Regions from separate parts of the Mus musculus genome. Here region 2 is linked to region 1. The links are chromatin contacts, called in public HiChIP or PLAC-seq maps. All regions are on one chromosome and are shown on one strand. Each heading gives the region's core, a stretch centred on a gene start, on an enhancer-like site or on the middle of the called end of the contact. The rest is flanking DNA. Distances are from core to core; before and after follow the strand shown. Region 1 has its middle 24 kb from the start of Gm34371. Region 2 overlaps Arid1b (AT rich interactive domain 1B (SWI-like)).

Region 1 (5,938 bases), core at 159-2,658:
ATCTAGCGTACTCTGTGTGTGTCAGACTAGAAACTGTGGTTTTCAGAAAGCAGGTTTTGAGTCATACTCCCTTTCTGTTTCCTGTGCAAGTTTCATGGCCACTGTGGGACCAGGAGTCTGAGGTTAGCCGCTCCTCTTGCTTCCCTAGGGGATGGCTTTGCTTCCCTTCCATATCTACACTGGCCCTTCTTTGTGAACTCAGAGCTGGCCTTGAGCCGAAGGTCAACACAGCTGTCCAAGTGTGGATTGAGTTGAACCAAGTCTATTAGAGCCGTATCCCACAGAACCTCAGAGGGATATTACTTGGAAACAATGTCATTACAGATAAAATTGGTTAATATAGAGTCACACCATGGGGAGAGAGGTGCCCTTCACCACAGTGAAGACTCAGAGCCAGAGAATACTGAAAGAAGACTGGGTCTCAGGGCTTTAATCCCTGCACTCAGGAGGCAGACTCAGACAGATCTTTTTGTATGAGTTCAAGGCTAGCCTGATCTACAGAGCAGGTTCCAGGACAGTCAAGGCCTCACCATGAAATCCTAAAGAAGATGGAGGTGGATATTGGAGCGATGCTGCCACATCTGGCCCTTAGATCTGTGGTTTCTAGGATGATCTGTGCCACCTCGTTGGTAGGGCTATATCATAACAGGCCTGGGAAAGACGATGCCTAGCCCTGGTCCCTGGTGTCCTGTCAGCCACTGGAACCTGCTGGGATCACTGTGTGGATGCAGCCTAGGCAATGCCTTCTCTAGTTGTTTTTTCTCCTGTCCAGACCCTCTCAATCTCACCCCTCCATTCATAGCCTCTTCCCTGCCCCCCCCCCATCACCACATAGGGCCAATATGTCCTTCACCATTCTGGCCTAACCCTACCAGAATGACCTCTTTCCCCTTGGAACTATGCCACTGCCCAGCTTTTTGCCCCTTTGGGGCTTCCATTACATGGCTGAGGAAATCTAAATCTGTGTGAGGCCTATGGAGCCCCGCAAGGCACAGGCTGCACTGCTCCTTCTGGCTTCTCGGGCCACTCTAACCAGCAGTACTGATTTAACAGGGCCTTTCTCTTCTCAGAGCTCTCCAGCTCCCATTACAGTTAGGCCCCATCCCAAGAGCTCCTTCCTCAGAGACTCGCTCGCCGTTTTCTGTTCTCCCTTTACACTCCCTGTTTGTGCCTCATGACATTTGCCACAACTCTGAGTCACATATTTATTAGTGTGGGGTTATTTGCTGTTGCTCTTTTATGCCTCTCTCTCACTCACTATAGGCCCCATCTGAGCAGGAACAATATCTATTTGTCCTCCTGGTGCAGGCAGAGAGCAGAACAATGTTCCGGCTCCTAGGAGGTGCTCTGTAAATATTAGTGGAATGATCCAACCTCAATGCCTCTCTTTGTGGCATGATGAAGTAGGGATGTGTTTGGCTCTAAAATAAACACAATTAGCCTGGGCTGGGCTCTTGGTCACTTCATACCAGGAGGGACGAGCAAGCTTGGCACTGTGAGGGAAAGCCACGTCATTGACTGCCACCTACGGGATCTGTGCTATTCATCTGAATATATCTTCTGATTTTTCTATAGCTTACAGGCAGATGCTGGCCATGAATTCCAGGTTTAGGATATTACCTAATGGTTCCTGAAGCTTTGAAATGCCTTTGCTGCTTGAGAAAGGCTTCACTAAACTCAACATCAAAGTGAGAGAGGTCACAAAGACATCAGTATACTCCATTCACCAGCTGGGGTCCGAGTGCACGTCCCCATGACTGACCACTAGGTCCGTCCCCTTGGAGGCAGAAGCCTCACAACACCACAGAAAACAGTGCTGAATTCAAAACCTGGTTAAGGGATGAAGCCATGTTCCTCTAGCGGGGACTTGATCTTATCATTCACTGGGAATTACCACCAGGATTCTCTCCTTACTCAGTCACATGACCATTTTTGACCATGGCAACAGAAGCAAGTGGCAACCCTACCCAGTTCTTGGAACCAGAGAACATCAGCCTGGTGCCATGAAGGCAATTTCAATCATCCTTTGGAAGTTAGACAGATTATTTGCTATTTTCACCAACTCTCTTCCCATCTAGTACACGTGAGTATTACACAGAAGCCAAGCAGGACTGAAGTCTGCCCCTGGTGGCAACAAATGCAACTTGTCTCTCCTGGCTTTTCTAGGCAGGAGAACCAGAGGAAAACCAACTAGAAGCAGGAATGGGCTCATTTGCCATAAACACTGTTTGTCTCGTACCTTGGAATGACCACCAGGATTTAAGATACACACAGCACCCACTCAGTCCACTTGGCATTGTGGGCCGCTGCTATGTCATCTATGTCAGCTACTGTGGGGAACTGCAGGCTGGTCTCCAGTTGAGCTGAGGTCTGAACCCCGAAAATGGTGATAATTCACCTTCATGACACAGTAGGCGTTCCCTCATGCTCCTGGAACTCCGGCTCCTGCCTAAGTTACCACCCCCCACAGTCCCCACAAGAGAAGCATGGCTAGAAGTCAAGTAGACAATGGCCCAAACTTCTGACCTTCAGGCTAAACCCCTCCCCAGTTACCTAGCAACAGTAAAGACCATAAAAGGAGCTGTTCAGCCCCTGCTTGCTCTCTTACCTCTTACTTGTCTCTCTTACTTCTTAACCCTCACTCTCTCCCTCTCTCTCCTCTCTCTTTGTCTTCTCCTCTCCTCTCCTCTCCTCTCCTCTCCTCTCCTTTCTCCCTCTTACTCTCTTTCTCTCTAGCCTCCCCCCTTCTACCTTTTCTCTTTCTCCCTGCCTTTCTATAATAAAGCTCTAAAACCATAGAATGTCTCTGCTCATCAAGGCCCACTGCACTTGGAGGATGAGACAGGCTTTCTCCTAATGAGCCGTTTCTAATCTCCCAAGGCCTTCCTGTGCTCCAGTCAAGATCCGCTGCACTCATTCTCGCCAGTGTTGGGAACCTCTTCCCTCATCCCTCTCTCCCATAACCCTGGTGGCTTTAGCAAAGTAGCTCAGGGAATCCCAGGTACGGCTGCCCCTTGCTACCCCCTGAAGTGTGGGTCAGAGGCTTAGATGCTCACCCAGGGATGAGTGGAAGATAGATAGCAGCCCTCCCATGCCTGACTGACCAGAGAATAGGTAAAACTCTGGCGGGGTATGGGTCTGCTTCTCCCCTTCCCCAGGGCCCCCCCCAGGCCCCCTTTTTTGGTCCCAACAAGCTACCACATTATACTTGCCTGTCAATAACAGACATTAATCCCCTTGAGAGGACCTCCCTGGCAACAAAGCCCTGACTTCATCAGCTGCCTCCACAGTCCCTTTCAACCCAGTCCCTCCATCCTTTTTGGTGCCTCAGATACTTCATGTACCTTATGGACAGCCACAATGTCCTAGGTCCCCATCTCTCACCAAGTCAGAGATTTTTAAATCTGACCATGTGGTCCCAGGTGCACTGTGACTGTGGCCAGCCAGGGGCTCACGGGGCTGCATAGCAGAAGCTATTGAAGGAAAAGCACCTGCCCAGTGCTGCCCAAACCATGAGCTCTGATCAAGTGACATGCCTTTCAACAATGTCCTATTGTCTGTAGAGTTGGGGTTCCTAGATTAGGGGTATTGAAGTACTTCTTACATACCAGAAAAAGCTATGCACAGGAACCCAGACAGATGCTTGTGACTCGAAGCAACCATGTAGTAGAAACAGCCCAGACTCCCTCATTAATAGCTGAATGGATACACAAACTGTGGTAAGTTCATACAAACAGACTGCTGTTAAGCCTTAAGAAGTAATGAAGAATTAACTCATGCTACAACCTGACCTAACGGTGACTCCAAGTAGAAAAAAAGAAAGAGAGAGAGACATAGACAGAGACAGACAGACAGACAGACAGACAGAGACAGAGAGATGATTTTTGCATGAGGTAGTGAGAACATCAAATTTTTAGACTAAAAAAGAACAATAGAAATGGTGATTTCCCAGGACAGTCAAGCTCTGGGAAACAGGGAGTCTCTATTTAATGTGTAAAATGTCAATCTGGAACTTTGCTAAAGCTCCAGTGATGGATGGTGGTGAGGCTTGCTCAGGAGACAAAGCAATCCTAATGCCACTAACTGTGCATCTGAAACAGAGGTAGGCTTCAGTCTAGGCCCTGATGACTTGTAAAACGCAGATGAAAGAAGAAATGTGGGTGGTAGTTTTCAACTTTATTACAAAATGCAAGAAGCCATTTAGTGTCTGCTAGTAATCGTGATTATTTAAGAATACAATGAAGGGCCTGTGGGAGGGCTCCACGGGCAAAAGGAGCTTGCCACCAAGCCTGAGGACTTGAGTTCATTCGCCAGGACTCACGATAGAAAATCAGTTTCCATGAATTGTTTTCTGCCCTCCACATGTGTGTACAGCACATGCACATTCATATACACATATACTCATGCAAAATAAGTAAGCCTGAGCATTTTAGGTAAAGAAAAAATTAAAAGAATGCAATAGAAATATTGTTTCATTTGATTTAGATATGTGAGTTTTCAAAAGGCCAATAAATGTTCAGAATATAAATACTTACTAGGCAGTTTAAACTCAATGACTTAATCCACTAATTTTCTTAACATTCTTTGACCCTAAGGACACCTTTTAAGTGCCTCTGGCCTGAGAGTGTTGTCGACCAACACATAAGAGACTGGGGTCCCCAAAAACTCAAGCTGGAACCTTGTCCACTCCCAAATTCACAGAAGGACATCAGCAAACCCAAACTGTAGGATGTGACACGGGACGAGGACAGCCTGGTCCTCAGGTGGATGACAGAGAAAGGGAGGAAGAAAGGAGGGAGGGAGGGAGGGAGGGAGGGAGGGAGGGAGGGAGGAAGGAAGGAAGGAAGGAAGGAAGGAAGGAAGGAAGGAAGGAAGGAAGTGTGGGTGAGTTAAAAACTATATTAGCTCTTCAGTCCAGAGACCTGGTCAGACCCTGCATTAACCCAACCTGTACCAAGGCAAAGGAACATGGGGAGAACAGAGGAACTGACTAGATTCTCCTTTAGTTAGGAGGTTTCTGTGATATGGTGGTAACATTGCAGTCTTCTCCCTGAAACACACATTCAAATGTGTAGAGGGAAAAAATAGTACCAGGGCCTTGCTTCAAAATACAGATGGCTACACTGAGGGTAACCCAGCTGTCTGTCGTGAAGCAGACCTGGAAAAGCTGCTGTCTTCTTCACTCTAAATAGTTGATAATTTGCAATGAGATGCTCAATAGTTGACTGTAAGGCAGGCTTACATTGGATGGTTTCCAGAGTTTAGGCTAATGCAAGTGTCCTGATTACATTTTGTGCAGTATAGGCTTCCCTATGATGTTCACTGAGTTCACTGTATTACAAGTATTTGGAAGCATATTTTTGTGAAAAAAAATTAAATTCTAAATTTTCCTTTCCTATCCCCGGCTACTGGAATGATGACTTTAAGACTAATTAGTTATTATTGAATACCTAGCCCATAAGCTTTGGCTCGTCCTCTGACTAGCTCATAACGTATTTAACCAACTCAAACTATTCAATGTCTACCACTTGGTTAGTTACCTCTCCTTAGTCCTGCTTGCTTCTTCCTTCGTGTCTCGCCAGCATCTCTCTTTTATTCTCTCACTCATTCCCAGAATCCTCTCTTCCTCCCAGTGTCCCGCCTCCTATTTCCTGCCTCAGCTCATTGGTCTTTGGCTTTTTTATTGACAGGTGTTGCTTATAAGAGAGTCCCTCAGCCGGGCGTGGTGGTGCACACCTTTAATCCCAGCACTTAGGAGGCAGAGGCAGGTGGATTTCTGAGTTTGAGGCCAGCCTGGTCTACAGAGTGAGTTCCAGGACAGCCAGGGCTACACAGAGAAACCCTGTCTCGACAAGAGAGAGAGAGAGAGAGAGAGAGAGAGAGAGAGAGAGAGAGAGAGAGAGAGAGAGAGAGAGAGAGAGAGAGAGAGAGAGAGAGA
Region 2 (6,346 bases), core at 1,668-4,167, 370 kb after region 1:
TCCTGTGAGCTACAGGAGCACCAGCTCTCTTGGCAGACTTCTTCAGATATCTTGATTATTGTTACTTGGTTGACTTTTTAAACATAAAGACAGGCTATTAAATTCCTACCCATCTTTGATACATTATGGTCAGTTTGGGGTTAATGATTTTTAACTGTGTGTTCAAGCTGACCTTGGTGATGCCATCTGTAGGTCTAGCTACCGTGGATTCCACAGCAGGGTTGTTTGAACTCAGGAGTTCAAGACCAACTTGACCAAACATAGTTAAGGTTGACAAAACATTCATCATTCATGCAAGTACGTTCAGTAACTTTATGGCCTAGAGACTTCATCTTCAACCCTTTACATGTGTGTGCGGCACAACACATACAGATCCTCACTAAAACACGTCAGTCTATGCGCCCCCACCCCACCCCCACCCCGCTTTGCACTCGGAGCCTGGGGTCCGTGGCTCACCAGGCCTTTGAAGCAGGAGTGCCTCTGCCGAGGCGGGCAGGTGCACTGTGAGCCTGCTGCCTCAGCCCTGGTCCCTGACGCCAAGCCCCTTGTGCATGGCTGTGTGAGTTCTGCAGTATGGAGCCTGCTGCGACTCCTCATTTCAGTGAGGCTTGTTCACACAGAAGGAAAGATGAGACGAATGTAGCTGGAGATTTTATGATAAAATAAAAATTCCCACAGACTTGGACTTCCTCTTCCTTCCTTGTTGGACTACCAAAGCCAAAGTCATGTTTGATCGGGAGCAACTGATAAAGAGGCCAAACCCTTTAGGGTTCACGTCATAAACTAGATCTGAGGAGTTGCAGACGTAGGCCAGGCAGGTGGCATTCCAAAGTGTCCTGCTCATCCCCGTGCCCAGTGTGGTCTTCAGATGGGAGTTGGTGACAGAGCAGCAGTTGTGACTTGAGTTCACCCTTCTGGCTTCTACAGAAAGCTCTAGACAGCAGATCTGGAGGAAGCCTGAGATGGCCCCTCAGGCTTGCATGCACTTTCAAGCTAGGCACCCAGTGCTACCCCTTAATTGAAACTGCTTGTGTTGCCAGGTGACAAAGGACTGTAATCCCCACACTCATCTCTAAAATTAAAAAAATCACGCATGTGTGTGCTCGCAGGTATGTATGTTCCCCTGTGCACATATATACGTGTGCAAATACACTTGGAGAGAGGGGAGGAAGGATATCTGTTAATAGCAATATTAAATGGTAACCCCATGTATGCGGTCTCTGACTCTTCATCCCAGCTGTTTGGATGATGATAGGTAAAGCCATCACTTTGGGGTATCCATGGCACTCACACCTTACGGTTCCTCCTCCGGGTTCTCTGCTGTTCCCTCAGTTTCAGTTATCAGTGTTTAACACAGAGACCCCATGAAGATCTGGGGAAGATTACAGAGGAAATGAACATGACTGTCTTTGAAGTGGACAAACCCCTGTTCTCATTTTTAGTGGCAGCCTCTGGTGTCCTTGGTGTCCTGGGCAGCTCAGCTCTGCTTTTCTGTTCAGCTAAAGACCTAAGGTACATACAACAGTCGGATGTGAAAGGTACCATAAAGACATTTCACCCTCCAGATGCTGTATTTAATACAAAGTGCGATCCGACGCTCTAACCTAATGCTCAAAGTCTTTTTCTCTATGGAAGTGTATGAAAGCGGCTTGGGTGAATTTTCTTGCAGCTGTCCGTTACTGCTTTTTGCTTGAGAATTAGAAAGAAATGTGTTTATTTTGTATGGATCAGTGGGCACCTTTAATGGCAAGAAGCTTGCTGTGACAAAGGACCGGGTCTCCTGTGAGGTTTGTATTCAGGCTGTGCTTCTGGAAGGACTTGAGTTGACCTAAAGTCACACATTCCTATGTAAAGAAAAGCTGTTCTAAGACATTACAATTTGTTGGGGGTGGGGTAGGATGGAAAAACAAACGAGCCCGGATAATGATGTGACCGCAAATGGAGGTCCAGTTTAAGGCTGCGTCCCAGCTACCATGGTAAAGAGAGAAATTCAAGGTTATATAATTTTTAATATAAAGGCAAAATTCGTTATATCTTAGGGAACTTCACCTTCTATGATTTTGTAGAAGGAAATGTTCTATAAAGAAACATAAAATGATCCTGAGAAAATAATGAAACTGATATGGAAATAGAGGCCTGTTCTGTGCAGTAAGAGCCGTGATCCCATATTATTTGGAAGCTTATAGGGGTCTTGAATGAGACCTTCCGGCCCACGTGAGTGGACAGGGTCCTGAGTGAGGCCTTAAGTCCCGCCCACGTGATGGACAGTTGAAGTCCCGCCCACGTGATGGACAGTTGAAGTCCCGCCCACGTGATGGACAGTTGAAGGGTTTTCTAGAACTCGATTGACTTGTTTAACTGTCAAAATTATAAATCTAGCAATTGTGTTCAAAGGAGTGGTTTATTGAGCCCATTTTTATATTTCATGGAAACTTTTAAAATAGTTCCCTTAATCATAAGCATGTAGCAGAATAAAAACTCAATATAAAACTTAATAACATAGCTAAATTGCAAGTAGTTTTATAATCTTTTTCTTTTGAGATAGGTGTGCAGGTGACGTTTTCCTTTGTCATTTGAAACTTCGGGTTTGTGTTTTCATGGGAGAAATTGGCTTTTCCATTAGTTATGAAATTGGGGGGGAATGTGATGGCTGGGACTTTGGGTGCTGGCCCTGTTCTGGTGACTTGCGGCCACCGTCTGGTGCATGTCACCCACTGGTGAGATGTGAATTCAGTCTCTCATGAACCTCTAGACTCGGGCTCACTGTCAGGTGTGAGCTTCTGAGAACAGGAGGCCTGTCTGTCTGTCTGTCTGTCCAGCACTTCCTGAGGAGGGACTTGCTGGCCTGACTCCTCTGTCTCCACCCCAGGAGAGGTCAGGGGAAGCAGCTTGGGCCTCCAGGTAGACTTTAGTCACAGCTCTTGACCCTGTAAAGAGAGGGTCTGGGTGCCTGCCAAGGAGCCAGCAGGGACAAAGGACAGCAGCCCTGATGTGAAACTGTCTCTCCTTCTCCTGGGTAGGAAGCTTGGGCTGCCTCTCAGGTCCATGAAAGGGGTGACTCTGCCGTTCCTGCTTCTATAAGAAACTAACTCTTAGGCTTATAACTAGTCAGCAGAAAGTGAGTTCACGCTACATTGTGTTTATTCCTGCAGACAGTAATATAATAATTGATCTGTCTTTGTTTGTGGCCTACCTTCATTATCTTGTTCCTAACTTCAAGTAGAAGAAAATCATATATATAAAACTTTTCAGGATGACATTAACTCCAGCAAGAGTCTCCTGAATTTCCACAACCACACTTGTCCAGAACTTGGTGAGTTTTCAACTCTGAGATCTTGATCAGCTGTGTTACTGCTGGGCAGCCTTACTCATTTGCAGTGTTTTTAAGAAGCTCACAACTTACACATCTGTGATTGGTGGTTGTAAGAAAAGCCGGGGCGGGGCGGGGGGGGGGGGGCGGCAGGCAGGTGTCCTTCCAAGCTCAGTGCAGGAGGACGTGGGCCCAGCTCCTGTGAAACAGTCATAAGCATTCAGTTTAGCAGTCATGGGGGTGGTTTTGCAAGTCCTCTGAACAAACATGCAGACCCTTAGTCACTCCTACTCTGTCTGAGAAAACCATGGTGGAAGAAACTATTTGCATTTTCTCCTGGGAGCAAGGAAGAAGCAAGAAGTCTGTGTCATGCTATTGAGGTTCCTTCCTGTTTACTTTTGGTTTTACTCCCAGCATCCCCTGGTGTTGCTTGACTAAGGCAAGTCTTCCCCCAGGAATATGAGACCGTGGTACAGTCCGCTTCATAACGTTCCTGGGTATTTTTATAATTTATCATCAGCTGACACTGCCTGGGTAGAATATTCTTACCACTCCCTCTGGCTGCTGGAAGTCTGAAATTACATCTTTGTCTTTGAAGTCAGGCATACTGTTAGCGTTGCCATGGTGACAGGGTGGGTAATGGCCTAGGCAGACAGGAGATTGGTGCTTAGCATTTAAACGCTGCTGTACACAAGGCCTTGCTTTTTAGAGCTGTTACTGAAGTCTACCCTTTTAGTAAATGTTTAAAAATTACATTTTTACATGGTCTTACTAGATTAATAGTCATGGTTTATTTCGTTTTAACTGCAAGGATAAAAGCATTATTCCGTTAAATGGGTAGCTTCCCCCTCTCTTTTGGTTTATGCATTATTAACACGGGCTTCTCCTGTTTTGCTTGTAACATTTTATAGGCTTTTTAAACACAGAGTCAGATTTGCTCTGTTGCTCCTTTAGTTTTCGGACTTAACCCATTATCTGCTTGATCCTTCACAGTCTCACATGGAACTAAGTTAAACGACTAAGCTTTAAATCTTAAGAGTGAAGTTTTTAAAGCTGTGTTTGTAGTAATGGCTGATCAGCCGTTCTGGCGAGCGGTAGCCGTGCTGGATTTGAAGCCACTTCTGCTGAGAGCCCTCACTGAATGCCCCTCCTATCCTCTGCTCTCACAGGAGTGTTTGGAGGAGGAAATGAGACATTTTGAAAGGTTTCAGTTGATGTAACTGTAGAATTAATATCTTTGACTTATTAATTCCGTGTAGGAATAGACTGTGCGCTATAGGTAGGATATCCATGTTTCTGCTCGCTTGATACATAAATTGCTTCTGGCACAGTGCCAATCAACACAGGCGCTATCACAGGATGAAACCCTTTCCTTAGATAACTCAGCTAGGGGCTGTGTCTGTGTTCACTGGATGGTTCTTGAATTGGAGTTCCTTGTGTGTGTGTGTGGGGGGGGTTGGTTTTGGTTTTGGTTTTTTGAGACAGGGTTTCTCTGTAACCCTGGGGACCCTTGAACTCCCTATGTCGATCAGGCTGGCCTCAAAGTTAGGAATCCTCCTGCTTCTGCCTCCCAAGTGCTGGGACTAAAGGCATGTGCTGCCACTACCCAGCTAGACTCTGGGTTCTATTTCTGAGCTTTTCAAATCAAAATCTCTTCCCTAAGTGAGGGCTGGTCCAGGCATTTGAATATCTTTTTCTCCTCCCTCCCTCCCTCCACTCCCCCTCCCCTGCAAGGCTAAGTAGTTTCTTTAATTGATTGTCCACAGTATAGATCTCCACCCTGACATCCCCATCCCCATCTCCTCCTCCTCCTCTTCTCCTTCCTCCTCCTTCCTACTCCTTCCTCCTCCTCCCTCCTCCTCTCTCCTCCTTCCTTCTCCTCCTCCTCCTCTTCTTCTTCTTCCTCCTCCTCCCTCCTCCTCCCTCCTCCTCCTCCCTCCTCCTCCTCCTCTTCTTCTTCCTCCTCCTCCTTCTCCTCCTCCTCCTTCTCCCTCCTCCTTCCTCCTCCTCCTCCTCCTCCTCCTCCTCCTCCTCTTCCTCCTCCTCCTTCTTCTTCTTTTTTTTAAAGAAAAATATTCTCATTGTGTTTCCCAGGCTGGGCTTGAATTCTGGGACTCTGGCTTCTCCTCCCTCATTCATTATTGTATGGAGTCCACTCATCCTCTGATCCACACACCCACCTTCCACCAGGCTCTCAAGTCTCTGATTTCACTTCTGCTTGTCTTAGTACCTCCAAATTTGATGTCTTTGACCAGACAGTATGCAGAGGTGTGTTCCAGTACACAGTAGGAAAGTGGATGGGCTGAGCTGCTACCTCACACTCTGTTCTTGGAGGGGAACTTCTTTAGGGCATGTCCCCGCCATGTCCCTGATCTGCTGTTGACACTGTCTGGTTTGTGGACAACATCATTCAGAACCTTGCTAACAGTTATTAATAAGATCCTGAATCTGGCGCCTGTCGTGTTTAGTGTGATACCTAGACTTGTGGCATTTGTCAATTCACATCTCATAAGAAGTGTTATTGCAAGTCAAATTAGGCTAAGGACAGACCTTTCGACACTTTGGTTTCTGATGCCCTCCCTCCTCCAGGTGTGTAATGAGTCTGTGTTCTAGGTGTGTATTATCCATCAGCCCAGCATGATCTTAAGAGACTTTAACCAAAGCAAAGCAGTGTAGCTGCCTTCTACATGGGGTATACAGGCTTCTTTTTCAGCAAGTATTCATTGGGGATTATACACGACTTTTCCAATGAGGCAAGTGTGAAGACGCTGATAATTAGAAGTTAAATGTAATTTGTGATTGTGACAGCCATGCTATCGTGCAGCTGAGTTTTCTCCGTGAAAGAAGAAGGCCATAATCTCCAGTTTGTTAGTGTTTCTGCCTCAACCCTCCTGGTAGGCAGAGGAACAGGCAAGCTGAGATCAGTCAGGAGGATGACCCCAGTCCTTTGCTAGGTGGGCCCCAGACTCAGCATATATGTGGGTGGGTCACAGTCTAGGATGCTTTCCTTGGTTTGGGGACCTTCAGAATGAAACA

The links. HiChIP or PLAC-seq counts read pairs in DNA pulled down with a chosen protein or histone mark.
Region 2: a contact with region 1 is called in a FOXA1 HiChIP or PLAC-seq map of pancreatic cancer cells. The contact joins two enhancer-like sites. A contact is called at or near these places in 1 of 484 Hi-C or Micro-C datasets (psoas muscle) and 1 of 115 datasets of contacts at active chromatin or transcription factors (pancreatic cancer cells).

Annotation. Positions count from the first base shown.
Region 1 is chr17:4,768,118-4,774,055 of GRCm38.p6, forward strand. No RefSeq gene overlaps it. Among named protein-coding and RNA genes, the nearest start is that of Gm34371, 24 kb to the right of the region's middle. Within about 2 kb of position 1,409, at least 54 of the 459 cell types and tissues checked have an H3K27ac peak or open chromatin away from gene starts, as enhancers often do. A contact at or near this core is called in pancreatic cancer cells, where this site is marked.
Region 2 is chr17:5,135,199-5,141,544 of GRCm38.p6, forward strand. The region is part of intron 4 of Arid1b (AT rich interactive domain 1B (SWI-like)); the gene reads left to right. Among named protein-coding and RNA genes, the nearest start is that of Gm34854, 86 kb to the right of the region's middle. Within about 2 kb of position 2,918, at least 239 of the 459 cell types and tissues checked have an H3K27ac peak or open chromatin away from gene starts, as enhancers often do. A contact at or near this core is called in pancreatic cancer cells, where this site is marked.